3 separate regions of the Mus musculus genome follow, and regions 1 and 3 are each linked to region 2. A link is a contact called in public HiChIP or PLAC-seq data. All regions are on one chromosome and are shown on one strand. The core of a region is the stretch at or near the end of the contact, and the rest is flanking DNA. Distances in the headings are between cores, read along the strand shown.

What was found. HiChIP or PLAC-seq counts read pairs in DNA pulled down with a chosen protein or histone mark.
Region 1: an HNF4G HiChIP or PLAC-seq map of pancreatic cancer cells shows a contact between it and region 2. The contact joins two enhancer-like sites. A contact is called at or near these places in 3 of 115 datasets of contacts at active chromatin or transcription factors (embryonic stem cells, extraembryonic endoderm stem cells and pancreatic cancer cells) and 1 of 9 other capture datasets (embryonic stem cells).
Region 3: a contact with region 2 is called in a FOXA1 HiChIP or PLAC-seq map of pancreatic cancer cells. The contact joins two enhancer-like sites. A contact is called at or near these places in 4 of 115 datasets of contacts at active chromatin or transcription factors (embryonic stem cells, epiblast stem cells, extraembryonic endoderm stem cells and 1 more) and 1 of 9 other capture datasets (embryonic stem cells).

What each region holds. Positions count from the first base shown.
Region 1 is chr1:88,557,143-88,561,503 of GRCm38.p6, forward strand. Gm19589 (predicted gene, 19589) reads left to right here. Exons shown (of 6, transcript NR_037971.2): 4 at 67-176; 5 at 2,726-2,848; 6 at 3,434-4,361. Among named protein-coding and RNA genes, the nearest start is that of Gm19589, 7.8 kb to the left of the region's middle. Within about 2 kb of position 2,614, at least 66 of the 459 cell types and tissues checked have an H3K27ac peak or open chromatin away from gene starts, as enhancers often do. A contact at or near this core is called in pancreatic cancer cells, where this site is marked.
Region 2 is chr1:89,106,106-89,111,008 of GRCm38.p6, forward strand. It overlaps Sh3bp4 (SH3-domain binding protein 4), which reads left to right. Exons shown (of 6, transcript NM_133816.3): 2 at 1,153-1,231. Among named protein-coding and RNA genes, the nearest start is that of Gm34331, 5.0 kb to the left of the region's middle. Within about 2 kb of position 2,691, at least 148 of the 459 cell types and tissues checked have an H3K27ac peak or open chromatin away from gene starts, as enhancers often do. A contact at or near this core is called in pancreatic cancer cells, where this site is marked.
Region 3 is chr1:88,435,740-88,440,503 of GRCm38.p6, forward strand. No RefSeq gene overlaps it. Among named protein-coding and RNA genes, the nearest start is that of Gm28888, 22 kb to the right of the region's middle. Within about 2 kb of position 1,647, at least 46 of the 459 cell types and tissues checked have an H3K27ac peak or open chromatin away from gene starts, as enhancers often do. A contact at or near this core is called in pancreatic cancer cells, where this site is marked.

The sequences.
Region 1 (4,361 bases), core at 1,364-3,863, 550 kb before region 2:
CTCAAGAAAAACTTCTTTAAATAGTCTCCAAACCAAACCCATCTGCCCCTTGCCTCTTCCTCACAGAGTCCACCTAGTGACCCTGTGGACCCAGGAGCATCAGGGCTCTGGACTTGAAGCATCTATTTGGCATAGTGAAAATCTACATGTTTTCTTCACTGGACTCTTTGGAAATGGTGAGACAATCTCCCCCATCACATTCCTTAACATTAGATCTCAAATTTAATTGCTTAGACTCAAATCTCCAGTGAGGGCCTCCTCAGTCCTAGGAGACTCAGACCAGTCAGTCTGTAGGATCTGGATCCAAAAAGTTAAGTGTAGGTGACATGCTATTAAGGTGTTGAAACTAGATTGGTCAGGATCACCCTGTCCACAGGTAAGGTGAGATAATTTATTCTTCCATCATTTTGGTTCCCGTTCTAGTTCATCACCTGCCCATGTCATCTGGGTGGCTCCATGTCTCTTCCCCTTCCAAAGGACTGTCTTGATGGAACCTGAGCTTTGTCTTGTGACATAGTTGCAAGAATCATGGGTAGTTTCCTCACCTTTGATACCCTGACTCATTCTCCTCATAAACATAACTTTTCTCCATTATGCTTTTAACCCCTATTCTACTAACCCAAATATAGTTTTCCCTCTAAATACAGTGAAGGCTAAAAGAAGAAATTAAATAGCCTATGTGAGGGACAGATGCAACAGGCACGTGTTCTCCTTCAGTCATTTTCCACGATGCCTCACGAAGGCTTATTGATGCACATCACCTCAGGGTACTGACAAGGAGCCTATGCATCCCATTAGCCTCTTGGAGTTTCTGCCATGGAAGTACCTTACCCTTCCTCAACTCATGTATGTTTCTTCTTCCCATTTCTTCAGTGCCAGTGTGCAGTGGGGCACACAGCACTCATTTCATGGTTTTGCAAGAGGACATCTCCTTAAATTTGGGGCCCATGAGACTCTTCTACTTCATCCAAGATCTGGCTTTACTTGACCTTCCTCAACCTGAGTCTTCCTTATGCCCACCCTCTCTTCTCATTCTGAAGAGCACCACACAGGCTTTCTAGATCTCCAGAAGAGAATAAATGGCCTTAGAAGAAACTGTATGTTCCAAAGCCAGCTATGACATCATCTCACTTACCCTCTCTTGCAACTTCTGCCTTGCTAACTAGAACCCTTAAGCACAGCCTGAAGGCACCATATAGAAAGTTCAACTTCCTGGTCCTACCATGTTCTGTGAAAGCCCAAACCTTGGCCCTTATTGGTTGTGCTAGTTAGTTTTAATTGACAACTTGACATGACTAGAATTACCTGGGGAAAGAGTCTCAAAGAGCAATTGTCTAGATCAGGTTGGCCTGTGTGTGAGCCACTATGGGTGACACCATTCCCTAGAAAGTGGCCGGGGGTTGGAGGTGGGGAGTGAGCTGAACAAGGGGATACATTCATTCACTGCTTTCTGCTTTTGACTGTGGGTTGATGTGAACAGTCAGTTGTAAGAAGAGTTCCTACTTCCTTGGCTTCCCTACAGTGGTGATCTGTAACCTGGAACTGTAAGCCAGATAAACCTTTCTCCCTTAAGTTGCTTTTGTTGTGATATTTCATCCCAGCAACAGGAAATGAAGCTAAAACACTGGGGAAATGGGAGGAAGGTTCCAGAGGTCTAATGGGGACCCAGCTCACCCTAACTCTTACAGACTTCACTGTTCCAGTCCATCCTCCACCCACACTATATGAGAGACCAGCCCCTGGATCCTTCCCTAATGCCCTCAAGGAACTGGGAGAGATAATGTCATCCCTGATTGTTCCAAAATCTTTGCTATGGATTAATAATTAAGCCTGATAGCCATCTGCCAGGCACTGATTTCCCCACCAATTGCAACTTCAGTACAAAGAACTGGAGGAATTCTGATGTCCTTTCATTCTCTGGGGCTCTCAGTGGTAAATATAGAGGAATAAATACAAAGCAAATAAAATTAGTATTGACAGAAAAGAATGAGCTGAAGATATTGAGCATAAACTTACTGACCTTTCCTTTCTAGAAAAAAAAAGGAAGATTTCTTCGTGTTCTTGGGAATGGGCAAGGGTTCAAAGCCACCAGGACCCTCTGGCTCCCTGGGCAGACACGGGAGCTCTGACTGCTTGAGAAGATCCACCATGATCCATGATCTAGTATCTGTTCTCTGTCTCAGCTTAGCAGCTCCAGGGGGAGAGAGAGCAGGATGAGCCTGCACAGGGATTGGCTCGCAAGATCAAAGGAAAAGCAGAGAAACAGTGCAGCCACTCTCCTCTGGAAAGGCTGGGACACACATGGATCACTGCCAGCCGAGCTCCTCCTGTGGGCTGAGCCCCCGTGAAGGTCCCTGACTCTGGGGAACTCTCGGGATCTGTATCACTTCTTCATGTTAGTCGTGTTTATTTAAGCAAAGAGCATGACTGTGCGCTTGAGTTGCCCCAACAGCACAGAGCATGGGCTTTGGCTCTCATGAAAGCTGGGATTCCTCTCAGAGGTGTGCAAACCATGTGTTTTTAACAACTTAGTAACTTGCCTTTGCCCCGGCTTCCTCGCCTGTAAAACAGCAGTAAGAGCAACACGGAACTTTGTAAGGGTTCGTGGAGATGAGCTACATTCCTGGCACATTCACAAGCGATAGTACTTGCTGTTATTTACACAGCAATGGTTTCATTAATGTTATTCCATTTGCTCATTATTTACTTGTTCTGTTTGTTTTAGACAGTCTTATTATGCACTCCAGGCTCTCAAACTCTGGCTTCTCATGCTGCAAACTCTCAAATGCTGAGGCTACAGGCATTGCTGGTCTGTGCCACCACACCAGACAAGAGCAGTTAAGAGTATGTGAGTACTATCATTTAGAAGATTAATGAATGGTAGCTATAAACTATTTTTAAATAGATGACTGTTTTTTTTTTCTTTTAAGAATTCAGTGTGTATGGGGGTGTGTAGGGGTATGTGGGTGAGTGTGTATGTGGTATGTGAGTATGTATGTATGTGTGAGTGTGTGTGTATAAGAGTGTGTATGTACATGAGTGTGTATGTGGTGTGAGAGTATGTGTGTATGTGTGAATGTTTGTATGTGTGTGTGAGAGTGTGCACATGACTATGTGTGTATGTATGTGAGTGTGTATCTGCATGTGAGTCTGTGTGTGAGAGTTTGTATGAGTGTGTATGTGAGTGTGCATGTGAATGTATATGTGTGAGTGTATACGTGTGTGTGTGAGAGAAAGAGAGAGAGTGTGTGTGTGTGTGCACGTGCGAGCGAACACACTTGTGGAAGTCAGAGGAAGACTTGTAGCTGTCAGTTCCCTCCTACCACATGGGTACTAGGAAATCGAACTCAAGTGGTTAGTCTTAGCAGCAGACACCTTCAACTGGTGAGCTGGCCCAATGACTACAGTTTGTTTTGTTTTTTTACTATTTCAGCAATACAGCCTGCTTTTAAAACTAAGTAAACAAAATGGAACGGGGAGGGGAAAGGACCACCAACAACAGCATCAAGCATGAGACTCTTCTTGGGAACAGCTGTGCCTCTAGGCAGACAGATGAATCCAGGTGGCCTTTGATGTCTCTCGGAGCAGAGTATTGTGATGAGTCCTGGCCTCCCTGGAGCTTTTTCATCATCCCTAAATTGGAATCTGCTGCAGAAGCCGTTATCAGCAACCTCGAGCACACTTTCCGGAACAGCAGCTAGAAACCCAAATAAATGCTCTCATTTCCCAAATGCTTGACTCGGGAATGTGAGCCACTGAGTCACAGCTCTTGACTTCAGGGTGACCTGGCTTTTGAGGTGCTGGCCTGAGTCATACCACCTGACCCTACACCATTTGTGTTCTTGGCAACTGACATCGTCTCTGTGTAAGCCAGGCTCCTTCCTCACACTGGGGCTGCTCGAGAATTTCGCAATGTGCAGGGCTCAATGGATGGACCACGGAGATCCTTAAGCACAATGGAATCAAAGATGCCAGCAACTGTTGCCACTTGCTCCTTTGAAACAGTTTTTGAAAAACCCTGTAAGCCTGGCTGAGAAAAGGCAAATAGCCTTTAGTGAATCAGTTTGGCAAGCCAACCCGGATAGAAGATAAATGTGCTGCAAGCACATTTAGCAGCAACAGGACAAAACCACAGGTAGTTCATAGGCACAACAGAGGAGCCTATTCTGCTACCGAGCCCTTCCTGGGGAATACCTGCTCCCCAACTGACCTCTCCACAGGCCCTTTCTAGCACCTTGTCTAGGATGAGATAGGCACATTATTGAATCCTAATGCTCTTCAAAGGCTGATCTGGTTTTCAAGTGGGCCGGTGTCCACCTTCATCTTTATTGTGATCATTGACCCCATTGGTCCTCTGGTCG
Region 2 (4,903 bases), core at 1,441-3,940:
TGTGCTGGGCATCCCAGCATAGTAACCCCCAGCCACCTCTCCCTCCCATTCCCCAGTACTGGGATGGCAGGTGGTTAGTGGGACACCTCTGCGTCAGCCTGGTTTTCTGTGCTCAGGGTCTCTTACCCCCTTTTGACATGAGCTTTCTGACTGTGAAGTCCTATAAGTGCTCTGACAGGGCTTACCCAATACTTCGGAGTCTTTTGACTTCAGAAAGCTGGCCCTTCTCCAACAAGCCAAACAGCTGAACAGACCATAGTACCCGGAATGGTCCTTACCCTTGGTGTCCTTTGGGATTGAGGTCTGTCTTGTTCATGAACATTTCTCCTTACGTTGTCCTAGCCTCTCAGGTGACATACGTTAAGCTGAGTGATGTTTTGCTGATGCCCACGATGCCAAACTCTGCCTCTGTGTTTACAAGGCCCATTTGTTTCCTCGAGTGGCATTTGCTGGGGTGCTTTGGTAGGACAGCTTTCTTTACTTTCCACCTTTCGGTACATCTGGGATTCGTATTTCCATCGAACCAGAGGTGAAGCCCTGTGGGTGTGCGTGACGTAGATGCAGGGACAGGGACACAGAGGTTGGTTTGTGAAGGTATGGGGCACGGATATGGGTCTGCGTGTGTGACAGCTGTTACGTGTAGAGTGGCATTTGAGGTAGGGAGGTGCTCAGAATGGACCCTTCTCCTCCTACGCTGCCCAGAGCAGCTTTCCTATAAATGTGCACAGCCGTACAAGCACCCCAGTTCTTGAAAGTTGACGTGTGGTAGATGGCGTCGGGAACTCAAGCCTTTAGCCCCACCATATCTTACATGGTGTATGGTGATCAACTCTGCCCTTGCTGGTGGTCATTCTGTGGCTGTCTCACTGTGTCACAGAGATACCTGAGGTGTGTCACACCTGCTCCATTGGGCTGGAATCTACCTGGGTTTGGCTGCTGCTCTATAATAACCAGTGGCTGGAGCAGAATAACCAGTGGCTGGAGCAGAGGTAGCCCAGAGATGGTTGCTGTGTCCTTCCAGCAGCGCAGGCCTGGGAGGCCTGCAGTGACGGATCTGCTGCCTAACTGTCTATCTCTACCCCCACCTCTGCAAAGACTTACAACAGAGTCGACTCTCAGAATCTTCTCACACTTGCCCTTTCTGTCTCCTAGGGCATCCCTCTTCTCGAGGATGGAAGGTGGAGTCTTGGAGTTTTTCCTCTGACATCAAGAGGCCAACATCCCCCAGCAGGTAAGCAGGCCCTTAATAAGGTTGATCCCTTTAACCTCTACCCAGTAGGGCAGCATTTGGTGCCTGAGATGCACAGGCCAGTGAATGCATATCAGGGTTAGAGAGGAGGAAGGCTTCCAGCACACAGAGATTCACAGAAGCAAGGGGAAATAACTTTCAGAAGTTTCCGGTGATGTGTCCTTTCACAGGTATCACCAGCACCTCCCTTATTACCCACCCCCCCTTCATCTTCTCCAGTTCAGTGAGCCCTGCCGGCAAAGGTCAGTTGCCTGAGGCTGGCACCTGTGTGTTTCCGGGATGGCCACGTTCCTGTTTATTTTCTGAGAATTCCCATTCATGTCCTATGGACAAACCAGCCCAGCAGCTTGCTGTCTCTGGTGACAGCATGGGGCAGGGCCAGTGGCCTGTCCTGCCTTTGCACAAAGGAGCTGTTATTTTAACATGAGTTTCTCAAGTCCAGTGATGAGCAGTTGGTTCCATTGGCCCTGAGGTTCGAGATCACACACACGCACACACCCTTTCCAGGAGTGTCGGGAGGAAGGGCTGAAGAGGATTAGTGGGTACATGGTGTTGTGTTCTTGGATTTGTTTCTGATCTTTCCCATCTGACTGCTGGTAGGACTGTCACTGTCCCCAGTAAAGTCAGTGGAGGAGGAATTTACACATGACATGGCGGCACCTTGTGTCTTTCTGGCTACTACCTCTGAGTGCAGAGTGCCTGCTCTGGAGGCTGCAAAAGCAATTTGAGGACCAGCTGCTGGGTCATGTCATCTTCCATTCTGGAACATATATGCACTTTCATAAAGCCCACTGCTGGCTACAAGAGTTGTTCAGGCATTTTCTTTAAATCCACGGTGCCCTCTGTGAAGCCAAGAAAGCTCCTTGGTATTTGTTTCTACGTCTCTGCTGATCTTTTTTGTCTTGTCTGTGTTCGAGTCCACATGTGCACTAGGGTAGGGAGAGTGCCTGGGTGTCCTGGGATACCACAAAGTATGCAGGAGCTGTCAGCCCTGGCTGGGGTCAGTGTTCAGGCTCCTGAGGTCTGGGGGTTTAATGCCCAGGAAGTGGCCAGCAGCAGGCCTTTTCCTTATAAGTGCAGTTCCTTGCCCTGTGGATGGTGATGTGTTTGGGTTGTGGAAACAAGCTGAGAGCCATCCACATTCCACACATTCTTTTGGCCTGGCATTGGGGGCTTGGGGGGGGAAGGGCTCTGAATTTACTATGGGTGGCTGTGGCTTGATTCTCTCTGGGTGAACACAGTGGTTTCCAGAGGGTTGTGCAACAGGAAATGGGGCAGGGGGCTGCTTCTGCTCTCCCTCTTCAGCCTTACTGCTCTTGGTTATTCGGGTCGAGGCTGGTTGAGCAGGCCCTATTCTGATCTGTGTTGGAGGAGACTAAAGGGTGCGACTGCTCTTTGGCCCCAGCACTTTCCTGGGTGGTATTTGTGTGGTTTGCTTTTTCTGGCGCTCTGCCAGATGCACAGGGCCAGCGAGATGTTAGGGAAGAGGAAATAGGAGGTGCCCTGGGGTGACTCTGTCATCTCAGGCGAGCCAGTGGGCCTTGGTGTCTCCTACCTGAGAACCCAGTGTGCTGAGGTAGGCAAAGGGTGCTTACCCCGAGATGATATATCTTTGGGTGCAGTTCAGGGACTCCCCGTCAGTCATCACAGCACTCAGAAAGCCCAACACTTGGTGGCTGTGATACATAGTGGTCAGTTCCTGTGATTTTTGTCCCAGGAAAACAACTGTCCCATGTTCTCAGTGTTTATATTCATAGCCTGATTGGCTCAGAGGTCATTGTGATAGAGAGCTGCCCAGCGTTTCGATGCCCAAAGTGCTGCGCTGCCATTTCTGTTGTTTACTTAGAACACCTGCTATATAAGGTGCAAAAGCTTAGCCTGCTCCTGACCCCAGTTGGTTCCAGTTGAAAATCTTTTGCCCTATGACCATGCATATTGCTGCTCAAAGTGATGGGGGCAGTGTTCAAGTCATCTTTGAGGCCAGTGTGACCAGCCCGTGTACCTGTGATAGATAGATAGGGGTCTTGCTTGATAGGTTCGTTAAAAGGCGGGAAAAGTCTTAAGCACCACAGGTAACATTGTAGAAATTGTAGAAACACTGCAAACAGGAGCAGGGAGAGTCAGCAGTTGAAGGAAGGGTTTTATGAGGTTAGAAACACAGGCATGCAGCAGGCACACAGAGAAAAGGCCCTCTGTCTGTAAAGCCGCATGTCTTTATGCCTGCAAAGGGATATCAGTCTCTTTAGGGCTGTGTGTGTGTGTGTGTGTGTGTGTGTGTGTGTGTGTGTGTGTGTGTGTGTCTGTCTGTCTGTCTGTCTGTCTGAAGTTTTCTCTCCCCTAATTTAGGGTTAGTTAGTTTGAAGACAGGTATGATGAATGTTGGTGGGCCCACAACTGTTATGTGACCTGTCCTGACCTAGCCTTGAATTTGCTGAGGTGGACCTTCAGCAGGGAAGGGAGACCAAAGCCTCCAGGACTTTTATTTTAGGCTACCAGGCTTTTGTCTCAAGTCTGGAGTGGGGAGGTGAGGAACCCTCCTCTTGAAATTCGACACCTTTATTACCTAGCCATGCGCTCCCCCTCCCTCTAGTCTGTCTACCAGGGAGTCTGTCTAACTCGTGCTCTCTAACCTGAGACAGTTCAGAGCTCAGCCCAGCAGGTAAGAACAAGCAGGGAGCCTGAGGTCATGGAGAGCCTGAGCTCTCTGTCTGTCCGGTGTGTCCTGTCCTCTCCCACTACGTCATCCCCCTCTACGGTCCACACCAGCTCCACACCAGCGTGTGGCTCAGAGTCCCCTGCAGCTTTGATGATCACCTGCTCCTTTTGAATTTTCTTAGGCCCCAGGGCTCTCTGTGTTCCCTGCCCATTTTACAGATGAGAAAATAGGCCTCTGAGAGGGCCTCATTCCGGCTTAGCTCAGGGGGTTAGTGTGAAATAGAAAAGCCCAGGCCTAGAATTCCACCGGGTTTGTGTGCCCTCCAGGGTACCTTAACTCACTTCTTAGTCTGTACCTGGGAGGCCACAGGAGTCATTGGGCATGTGCCACATCCCTGATCCCATCACGGACCTGTTTGGAGAACCACAAGGAGCCACAGAGTAGAAATTAACAGGTGAAGTTAATATTGGGATGGTAAATGTCTTTAAATGTCAAATATACAATTAAGAAATTAAATGGTCTAAAAGGAGGGTTCTATCAATGTATGGTGGCTTGCCTATCGACTTTTTCTTTAGAAAACCAGTTTATGCATCGTGGAGAGTCACTAACAAATTTTGAGCTTGTGTTATGTACCTTGTATCTTGAATGCCCCTTAGAGCCCCATGTGTTGAAGGCTTGACTATCAGCCTGGGGTACCACTGAGGGGTGATAGGACCCTTAGGAGGTGTGGCATTATGGGACAAAGTCATGGGCTCACTCTTGAGCTGTGGGTTAGGATCAGGACATAGAGCAGGAGATAGTGGCTCCCAGACAGAGTCAAAGTAATTAATGCCCATAGCCCGGCCAGCATGAAACCCTCAGCCGGCTCAGACCATCTCCATCTGACATTCAAGTGCCAAGTCTCTCCCTTGGGTGCCTGTGGGCCTCTCTGGGGGTCAGGTGTGACCTCACAGTTTCTGGCAGGTGATCAAGGAGGCCTGAGGCCAGCAGTGGCTACG
Region 3 (4,764 bases), core at 397-2,896, 670 kb before region 2:
TTTTCTAGTGCTGTTAAGAGACATCATGTGGTGGCGCATGCCTTTAATCCCAGCACTCGGGAGGCAGAGGCGGGCGGATTTCTGAGTTCGAGGCCAGCCTGGTCTACAAAGTGAGTTCCAGGACAGCCAGGGCTATACAGAGAAACCCTGTCTCGAAAAACCAAAAAAAAAAAAAAAAAAAAAAAAAAGAGAGACATCATGACCAAGACAACTTATTAAAGAAAACATTTAATTGAGTGCTTGCTTAGTTTCAGAGGGTGAGTGTATAATCCCACAGCAGGGAGCATGCCACCAGGCAGACAGACATGATGTTAGTCTACTGGCTAAGAGCTTATATCCTGACCCACAAGTTGGAGGCGTAGAGAGGGAGACTGGATCTGGCATGGTCTTTTGAAAGTGCAAAGTGTATTCCCAGTGACACACCTCCTCCAAAAGGGCCACACCTTCTAATCCTTCCCAAAGAGTCTACAACTGGGGACTAAACATTCAAACATATGCACCTATGAGAGCCATTCTCATTCAAACCTCCACACTGGGCAATCGTTCTACCCATTGATCTATATGTCCAGCTACATCATTTCATTATTAAAATAATCATATGGAACAGCAAGCATTACCGGTAAGGATGCCTTAGAGAAGCACTTGCCTTTCACTGTAATAAGAGGAGGATCGCTGGGCATGGTGGCACACGCCTCTAATCCCAGCACTCGGGAGGCAGAGGCAGGCGGATTTCTGAGTTCGAGACCAGCCTGGTCTATAAAGTGAGCTCCAGGACAGCCAGGGCTATACAGAGAAACCCTGTCTTGAAAAACAACAACAACAACAAAAAAAAAAAAAAAAAAAGAGGAGGATCATGGACAAATGCCTTGGGTGTCTACATTATGTCTTCCTTCTTCTCAAAATAAGGGGAGGGTGGGCAGATCTATAGCTTAGTGGCTGACAGCATACACTGCTCAGGCATAGTCCCATTCCCAGGACCCATGTCAGATGGCTTACAAACTGCCTCTCACTCCAGCTCTAGGGGATCTGTCACCCTCTTTTGGGGTCTGCAAGTACTACACTCCAATGTGGACACACAGACACACAGCATACAACATGAATAATTCCAACCAAAAATAAATATTAAAAATAACAATGATACTGAACAGTGGGTTGCTGTCCTCTGATAGATGTGAAGATAGGGAGACAAGAGCATCTCTGAGGACTGCACAGGCCTCTCTGGTCACCAGGGGCTCCTCTACTTCTGCAAAGCCCTGGTAGGCCCACTTGGCAACCTATACAGCCATCTAGTAGCCTAAGAATCTTCCTTGGCCTACCCAACTGCCACGGCCCTCTTCGATCACCACAGGAACATTACATGGGAGGGGTGAGGATGTGTGCCCCAGAGGACCCTGCTCAACCTTGCAGCTTTTTCTGCTTTCTTCTAATGGGCTGTGGTTCTCACCCTCTAACATCAGCCACAGTTGGGAGACCTGCAGGTTTTCTTCTTCTGCCCACAACCTCAGCATTCTTTGTCCTGTTATCCAAACAGACACTCCCTTGGCTCCCACCCAGCAAAGAACTGGCACCCCAAAGGCCAAACAGTCTCGGCTCTGATGGGCAAACAAAACCAAGACAGGTAGGAAACCTGAACCTTGTCTGTCTCTGAACAAGGTACTGTGAAGGTAATGGCCTTGTGCGTCACCTGGCACCTGGAAAGAAACACAAAGCTGGTGCCCAGGGGGCTGCTTCCTGGCCGCCCTGGGGCCTGCTCAGCCTGGGGCTCTATGTGACAGGATTGGCTGCCTTAGCCCTAGCTGTGTGACAAGAAAGAGTAGGGCTTGCAGCTTCCAGCGGGTTCTGTTAACTAGGCCATGGCTCAACTGGAAAGTGTGTGTGGTTCTGTGGGCAAGTCCAGGAGCTGACACTACCCTTAAGCACAGTTCTAGCAGCGAGTCACACCCCCATATCCATTCTGACTGCTCCATGCCACTCAGGTCTGGGTGATTTGTTACACGAGGAAGCTAATAACTCTAATTATGTCATAACTATTTTCCCTCACAGCAGTATATTGCTCTGTGGTAGAAAGAAGTCAGCCAGCCTTCTCTCATAAACTATTTAATGTTTGCAAATGGAACTACAATAAATACAAATTAAATACACTTGAACACACATTTGGAGAGTCTGTTCTGAGTGAGGAATTCCTGGAACACAGGTCACACCCTTCACTTCGGCACAGTGCATACCTCTCCTGCAGGAAGCCTAGCCCTCAAAAGACTGTAATTTCTGTAAATATTATTTTATGCTAGTTAGTACAAGACATAATAACTCGGCGACTCATTCATATAACAGTGATGACAAGTCCCTTCTTTGGGAGTGTAAAATGGGCCTTCCATCAGCCAGGCACAACCTAGTACTTAGGCCGTCTGGGTTACCCTTCCTATGTATTTTAGCCATCATGAGCTCATATCTGTCACATCTGGTTTGGGCGCCAACTGTGGATTATGAGTGTGCTTCTTTGACATTTTCTTGTGTTGATCCGAGCTCTAAAAGCAAATACTGAGCTACAGAACATCAGGTCTAAGTGCTCCAGACAGGGGTGCTGTGGAGATTTCACACTCAGTCTTCAACAGACTGGCAAAGCAGTGCTTCTCAACCTGGCGGGGAAGGGGAGTCGAATGATCCTTTCACAGGGGTCACATATCAGATATCCTGCATAGCAGATATTTACGTTGTGATTCATAACAGTAGCAAAATAACAGCTATGAAGTAACTTTATGGTTGGGGGTCACCACAACATGAGGAACTGTATTAAAGTTGCCTAGAAGGGTAAGAACCGCTCTGGTGTAGTAAAAGGATCTCTGCTGCTCTTTCCGAGAGCCTACCTGGCCCTCCAGCACCTGTATCCTTAAGAAATCGGCAAGAACGACTGGGAAACTGTCCATCTGGAGTGTGAGGATCTGATCCTTGGTGTACACTTGATTGACATCTAATTTTTTTTTCTTGTGAATATTTGTGAGTGTCCCTTACGCTTGCTGGCATATTGTGGGCAGTAATTGAAGGAGCTAAACAGAGTCTAACCATATCTCAATCTGCTGCTCCTGCTGATGGTCAAATCGTCCCTTTGAAGCTGTTTGTTTCTTTCTAGGACTGAGGCAATGTGTCTCAACTGCATCATTGGACAGGTCTTTCTAAACACTGTACTACAAGGTGGTATCTGGAGTCAGGGTTTTACCAAATCCTCAAGGTCATGCTTATGTAAAACATGCGCCAATTATCCTAGGGACATCTTGCTGAGTTTTTGTTTTTGTTTGTTTGTTTGTATAAAACTTTGGAGTGAGGGTTAGAAAGACATCTCCATTTGTAAAGTGCTGGCCACACAAGCATAAAGACCTGAGATCAGTTCCCCAGCATCTCTGGATAATAAGAAGCCAAGTGTGGAATGCCAACACTCGTGTCTGTAATTCCAGCTTGGGGTAGATCCCTATAATTCATTGGCTAGCCAACCTAGCCTATCAGTGACCTCAAGGTTCAGTAAGAGACCTTGTCATAAAAGATAAGGTGAGGTGGTAAATGATAGAGGAAGACACCAAAGGAGGACCTCCGATCTCCCCATATGTACATTGCACACACACGCACACACACACACACACACACACACACACACACACACACACACACACACGCATGTGTGCATGCACACAAATAATTTTAGTTGTTACATGTGTTTGTACCTTCATGTACAAAATTGGGATTACAAACAGTAAAGGAAACCATAGAACCCATACAGAACTAGATACTGCATGGAAGTGTAACTCTGAGTGACAGCATATAAAATCTCATGGCTACTCATAAACTTATAATAAGGGTTTGCAGTTGTGATAAGACTCTAAACACTTAGTCTCAGAAGAACTGATTAGCATAAGACCAGTGGAGATCCACTGTTACTTTGCCCAACAACTATGAAGTAATGCCCTGGTTGTGTAAGAGGAGTATAAATATACATACACAAAACATGTGTATACACACATGCACAAACACACACTATGCAGAACTTTACATCGCCTTCTCCAGCACCGGTGCCATGTCTGCCTGCGTGTCACCATGCTTCCCACCATGCTGGTAATGACCTAAACCTCAATGAAATGTTTTCCTTCTTAAAATTTTATTTATGTTTATCTTATGTGCATTGGTGTTTTCCTTGCATGTGTGCTTGCGTGAGGGTGCCAGATGACTTACAGACACTTGTGAGATGCCATGTGGGTGCTGTGAATTGAACCTGGGTCCTCCAGGAAGAAAAGTCAGTCAGTGTCCCCAACCGCTGAGTCACATCTCCAGCCTCAAATGTTCTCCTTTTTAAGAGCTGGTGTCTCTTTGCAGCAATAAAACTCTAAGATAGCAGTATTTGTTTGAGTGACCATGTTTGAGGTCATATCTTATGACCTCTCTTTTAATGCTTAAGAAGCCCCAGATGTTTGCCTGGTTAATAATATTTTAGAAGATTGATACTAACAGTTGGAGTGAACCACAATTCCTGTTCTCATGTGACTTGTCTACTTTTAAGCAAAATGTTTCTTCTCATTGCTGTGGCATGCTTAGAAAGAACTAATGAGACTCCCAGACACACATCCCTTCCTGCTCTACCTTCCTCTTCCGGTCACTGAGAGGAAGAGTCAAGGATATGGGGGTGGGGCTCTAGATCTCTTCTGTAGACCTGGGCCATATTTAGATATGGTAATCCACTTTTTGTTTCCACTTCTCCCTTGGTAGCTTATATTATCATTC